Regions from separate parts of the Sus scrofa genome. Here region 1 is linked to region 2. The links are chromatin contacts, called in public Hi-C maps. All regions are on one chromosome and are shown on one strand. Each heading gives the region's core, a stretch centred on a gene start, on an enhancer-like site or on the middle of the called end of the contact. The rest is flanking DNA. Distances are from core to core; before and after follow the strand shown.

What was found. A called contact is a pair of places that touch in the nucleus more often than the background predicts.
Region 1: a contact with region 2 is called in a Hi-C map of embryonic fibroblasts, with 3 times the contacts expected there. The contact joins two enhancer-like sites. A contact is called at or near these places in 2 of 47 Hi-C or Micro-C datasets (embryonic fibroblasts and fibroblasts).

What each region holds. Positions count from the first base shown.
Region 1 is chr7:17,399,548-17,402,658 of Sscrofa11.1, forward strand. No RefSeq gene overlaps it. Among named protein-coding and RNA genes, the nearest start is that of PRL, 63 kb to the right of the region's middle. Within about 2 kb of position 1,569, at least 2 of the 83 cell types and tissues checked have an H3K27ac peak or open chromatin away from gene starts, as enhancers often do. A contact at or near this core is called in embryonic fibroblasts, where this site is marked.
Region 2 is chr7:17,119,669-17,122,821 of Sscrofa11.1, forward strand. The region is part of intron 3 of LOC100512907 (a long non-coding RNA gene); the gene reads left to right. Among named protein-coding and RNA genes, the nearest start is that of SOX4, 230 kb to the left of the region's middle. Within about 2 kb of position 1,818, at least 30 of the 83 cell types and tissues checked have an H3K27ac peak or open chromatin away from gene starts, as enhancers often do. A contact at or near this core is called in embryonic fibroblasts, where this site is marked.

The DNA of each region.
Region 1 (3,111 bases), core at 319-2,818, 280 kb after region 2:
AAGCATTAAGATTGAACTTAGGTGAACTCCTTTTATTTCTTCTGTCAGCGACTAAGATCAAGTTAACTTTTTCTAAGTTATATGCTGAGTGCCTTTTTATTTCTCTGGCTGAACATTGATATGGTTCTCATTTTTTCCCTTCTTTTTGGCCAAAATTTCCCCTCAGCTCTAGGGGAATGCAGACAAAGAATGTAAAATACATGAGTCAGTAGTATTGAGACAGATTACAATTTTAGTAATTAAATTAGTTTTTAAATGATTAAGGCTGGGTACAGTATATTAGTCTTAAAACTTAGGCTAAGTTCAGCGTCAATTTTGAAAAATTTATTTGGCTGCTACTCCCCAGTAATATTTAAATTTTTATTTATTGTCTTTCCATTGAAAAACTTGTGTGAGCAGAGAAAATCATTGAAAACCCTAAGTCCTGAAAATCAAGGAATATGGTTAATGATGTCTAGAATCTTGGAGGTATTAGTACTAACGAGGATAGGCTCTTGCGACATAGTGGGATGAGCCATGGACTAGAAATCATGGTACCTTCCACCAAACAGTGGTTTTGTTTTGGTTTTTAATTTACTTAAATTCTTTTTTTCTTTTCTTTTTAGGGCTGTACCTGTGTCATATGAACGTTTCCAGGGTTGGGGTTGAATCAGAGCTCCAGCTGCTGGCCTACACCACAGCCTTACAATGCAGGATCCAAGCGATATCTAAGACCTACACCACAGCTTGCAGCAATACTGGATCCCCAACCCACTGGAGTGAGATCAGGGATTGAACCCACATCGTCCTGGGTATTAGTTGGGTTCTTAATCCACTGAGCCATAGTGAGAACTCCCAAACAGTGGTTTTGAAAGAGCCCACTTTTCTGTGGGCTTTGGCTGCCTCATCCAAAAAATAATGAGATGGAATTTAGTGGTTTGTAAGGGTCCTTTTAGATTCTTATATCCTACAGCCTATCTTTTTCTCCCTCTATCTTTTCAAAGGTGGCTGAGGTTGAATGGGAACTGGTGCCTCCTTTTTTGTGTGTGTTATGTTATAAACTTTGCAGGCTGGTGCATGTGACTTCCCCTACTTCTGGTAGAAAGCAAACCCTGCTCTTAGGTTCTCTGAGGTGGAGTCCGTTTTTTTTCTCTGTCTAGTACCCTTATGATTTTATTAGGATATGCATTCCCTCTTTTGATATATGCTTCTTCTCCCTTCCCAGCCGAGTAGTTCTCCTGGTTCTTCCACGTTCTTAAATAATTCATCTCCTTTTTTTTTCCCCCCACAATGATTATGAAATCAAGCTGCTCCAACCCTAAGAGACTTTCCTCCTGATTATTCATGGTTGTTCTCAGAGACAGGCATGTGAACAACCAGGCCATCAAGATTTTTCCTATGATTGTTCAAACTAAACATGGGGAGGGGGGAAGGTATTTCCGCATTTGTGATGAAGGGAAATAGGAAGCAGGTGGCTTCACACTCTCTTGTTTCCTGCTACGTGGAGAAAGTTGGTCTGAGAGTGTGATGTGACACAGTGAGAAGCCAAGGCAAGAGATGAAAGAGATGGCCTTGGTGGTGTTTGAGTCTGTGGCCAGCTGAATCACTGCTTCCTGCAGTTACATGAGACTTCCAATACATTCCAGCTTTTGCTTAAGTTAGAGGTTAGGTTTCTGTGTTGCAACCAGGACGCATTACTGACTTTTAATTTCATACCCAATCAGATAGGAAAATTTGTAGTTCAAGAAGTAGTCACTTTTTTCTTCATCTTCCCACATACCTTTTTAAACTATCAAAATAATTGAGGACATATGGGAGGATTCTGGTATTAATTTGTATCAATCACATTTTAAAGTGGCTTACTATTGTTCTTGTTCATTCTGTGCCTTCTATTTCTTCTTCTGGTAATAGTCCTTTGCTCTCTGGCCCCAGAAATGGGGACTTGACTTAGGATGCCATGGTTATGGGTTTTTGTTTGTTTGTTTGTTTGTTTTTAATGCCTCTGGGCGCATTGATGAGTGATTAGTCCAAGGTGTGAGCACATAACCAAAGCCAGATCAACGAGGTTCTTCCCCTGGATTTTTTTTCAATTTGGAGCTTAGACTCTTAGGCCACAAAATTGCTATCCTGTGAGTCTGATAGGTCCATGGCTGTGTTGTCCACACACAGGATTGAAAAATACCTTCAGTGGGAGAGAATTAAGCTGATAGGCAGAAAAAGATAGAAATGTTGGAAAAGAAGATTAATACTGTGGAATTTCTGGTTCCAGTTATCGCCAGCTAGAGGCCCACTGTCACAGTCGGGTTCTTTAGAAGCAGATACTGAGATAGTGTTTGCCATGCTGGCTGTTTTTAGGGATCACTGTCCTTGAATTGTGTGTTGTGGGGGTCACATGTTATCTTGCAGATGAATGATCTCTGCATTGTTTTCAATCAAGGTAAGGATGCCAGCTCTTAATAATAATGTGTGGGCCACTTTTCTAGGCTCTAAAGTTGCAGAGCCCTTTGGGGTTCAAAATTTTGAGGGTCCTTTTCCCAGATGACCTCTGTCCCAAGTGAAAAGATCCTATTGTCCCAACCAGGTCATGCTCTTTATCTAACAGCCTGCATTGGCTGAGTATTTTCCTTGTTGGGAGTTTGGTTGTCCTGACTACTAAGCCAGAATCTAGTCCAGTTTTGTTTTCTTCCTGTTGTAGGATATAGACTCTTAGTGAGGAACCACAGAAGCCGTCTAGGTTTCATACTTGGTTTTCATTTTTTGTTAATCACCTGCCCTTTTCATTAATTTCTTCCAGAAGAATACTTTTCAGGGGAGATTCCAGGACCAGCAGTATCACTGTGTAACTTTTAAAAATATAATTTTTTTTAGACCCATATAAGACCTTCTTAATCAGAAAAATTGGATTGGAACTCAGACATCTGTGTTTTACCAAACAAGTCCTTTTGCTTCCTGGTGGTTGGAGAATCAAGATTTTAGAATGTCAGTCTCACTTAACAATAGCCATTGGATAACATTGTCTTCTTGGATACAAAGTCCTAACACCTCTCAAATACCTGATACATCCTACCAACTAGCGCTCCTGGTAGGCCACCCCTATTCAACACAACTGTGCTTTTTAATATTGAACCTTGA
Region 2 (3,153 bases), core at 568-3,067:
ATTATAAGCCCAACACGTGAAGTGAGGCCGAGTAAAATCTCACTATTTCTGAAAGACTGAAACAAACCATCCTGGAATGTGAAGGTGTTCATTTTATAAAGAGAATGGAATCTTCCTCCGAACACCTGAGGTCCCAGAATGGGTTAGTAAAGATAGAATAGATGGGAAACATGATCTTCTTTTAAATGTTTCCATTTGTTTTGTGTGTTCGTTGGTTTTATAACATCCAGGTAAGTCTCAAGGTGAAGAAGAGGTCTATTGCTAAGACATCAGCGTTTCTATGATAGGGAGTAGCTGAAAGGGATCTAAAGGATGGCATAACTGACTTTTAGACAATCCAGAGCCACTCTTGTGAGCCGGGAGGAGTTGGGAAGAGTAGGTGTGTTGAGAGCTGGCTTAGCCCGGAGTTTTCTGTAGTTGCTTGAAGCTTAGAAAAACCAGAAGAAGAAAGTCCTTAATAGGAACTCATGCAAACCGGCTCCTCAGATTAGGCTGGGGCAGCCTTGTCAGATCTGTGACCCTCCCAGCTTGCTGTGCAAGGAAAATGATCTGGGTTAAAGGAATCATTCATTATTTTTTAACCTGCAAATTCCTCCTAACTCCTACCTCTGTAGCCGTTTAAACTCTGGTAAGGGGAGAAACTGATACCTAAGCACATGTAAGAAGATGAAGTCACTTATCGTGAAATGTCTTTAAACCTTTAATTATTATGAACAAAAGCTCTAGGTTCTTTGGAGCTTGGGGTGATGTTTTAGTTTTGTGGCCGTTGGAGTTTTTTGGGCTCTTAGATTGAGTCATCTTTTGAAGATCTAGAATAACATACCATCTACTACAAAGAAATGATGGCAGTGTTGGTCCTGACACACACACATTGGTATTCATAAAAGTATCTACAAGCTGCTTTATTTTGTTACTGCAGCAGGCCTGCAGCAAGTCTGTGCTGCCCAGGGACACTTGGAAGACAAGGTCACCATCCTGCTTTCGTGGGGCCATGGGCCTCTTCGGGCCAGTCCAAGGCTGAGGTACTAGACTCACAGTCATCCTGGTTCCTTAATGGAGACACTGCAGAAATGCAAAGAAACATGAGCTCTTGGCACCCAGTAGGTATTTAGCAAACGCTTGGAGGGTAGCCGATAGTAGGGGCATTGCTCATGGCAGAATTCTGCAGTAGGTGGTGGGTAATGCTACTTACCAGCCCAGCTGACACTGCCTCAGCTCACACTTTGTGATCCTGGGAGACAAGCTGCTGGCATTTACTCTTTGTTTGTAGGCTCAGCTTGGGGTAGGGGACTCTTGGCCACAGAGACTGAGTCTTGATCCATGGTGTCCCTCTTCTTTTGAAGGCTTTTTGTCATCTGAGGAGAGTTATCCTCTTGGTCTCTTGACCCAGTTTTGGCAAAGGATCGACAGTGAGCCTCATGCCCTGAAGGCCTCATACAGTTTAACTGGTATCAGGGCGCCGACTACATGCAAGCTACTCCCTCGCTTAAGAGCTTTAAAAATGAGATTTTTTTTTTTTCCTTTGAAATTTAAAAGAAAGTGGACTAAAAATGTGCTTGCTTTTCAACATAGATGGATTAGCTGGCATGGAGGGAAGGCCTGCCTTTGAAATCTATAGGCATCGTGTTGCAGGCCTGACCCCGTTGACCCTGGTGGATTAGTAATGGTCTACGCAGCCTGCTCTGTCAGCACGTCTGGCAGGGCTTGCACAGATGGTGCCAGTTGGAGAAAATCACCGCTGAACGTTGCACTGCAGCCTGGCTTTGGCCGAGGAGCTTTGGGAGGAGGAGCCGAGACTGGGTTTGTTTTCAGACGTGTTTCTGCCCAGCGTGTCGGAATCGACCTGCAAGGATGCCAGTCTGGGTGTAGGATGCATTTGCTGATTAGGACTTGAGTAATGCTCCCTTGTCATGGCTGAGGCCCTCCTGTGCTATCAAGCAGCTGGGGTTTCTAACAGTCTGTGGCCTTGGGGTTGTTCTGAAAGGGAATTTGAAACTAGAACTGACCTCATTGCAAGGAGGCAAGCATAATGCAATCCTTGTTTTCCTAGAGTCAATCAGCCTAAGGAAAATTCGAGTAGGCTGGAATGGGGGGCGGGGCACAGGGAGTCTTTAAAGTTTGAGTAATCACCTTAACGTGGGGGTAAAGAGAATTTTATTCTAGAGAGAAGCATACATGACCTCTGTCCTTGCAGCTGCCACCAGTGCCTGGGTCGTCAAGTGGTACCCTGAGAGTTTATAATTAACCCTCCTTGTGTTGGGATCAGTCATAGAAATGCTCCTTAAAGACACTGAGGAAAAGAACTTCATTGAGGTGTATGTAGTCTGTCCACAAAGTTGAACTGAGCTGAAACTGTAAGTCTGCTCTTCGAATGAGACCTTGTATTCTTGGAAAAATCTGCTCGGCCTTGCTTTGATAGTCCAGTATTAAGGAAGTGTATCCTCCTAAAATATTTGCATCTGAGCTATGTTTCAGCAGGTCGAGGCTGAACAGGCAAAAAAAAAAAAAAAAAAAAATCACCACTGCTGAACAGCAGGTGTGCAGCTGTCAGAAATGGCAGAGGGTCATTCAGTCAGTCAGTGGACTTTGACCATTTGTAACTTGATTTCGTGTTCTTTTTGTCACAGCTTGAAGTCCTCATCCAGGTTAGTTCTGGCTTTGCAACCTGTTACTGTTTAACAGACTGGTTGAACTCCTTTTGGGTTTGTTTTATGAAATATGTGGTTATTTCATTGTTGAAGAATTTTCCTCGGAGATGGTAATGTTGGGAGACGGGAGCTGCTTTTTTCAGTTCTTGCTTCAGAAAAGTTGACAGCGGCTTCCTGAAGGGCATTATTATTATTATTATTATTTTTTCCCCCAGTGACATAAGGAAGTGGATCCTGCATAGTGCATGCTAGTGCTTTCGAAATGGGCATATAGGGGCCTGGCCTGGGTGTGGGGAGTCGGGGCTCAGAAAGAAGGAAAAGGGCGTGACCTCCCGTGCATGGTGGGCGCACCTGCAGCACAGCAGTGCTTGCTGGAGTCTGGAAGGGAGAGCCTCAGGGAGGGTCTTTAATCTGACGGAAGTCTAGCTCTTCCTGGTTAATAGGGCATAGCTCAGGCCGGGATAGCTTTATGGACTAGACGTGAGGAAGGTCAAGGACTGCCAAG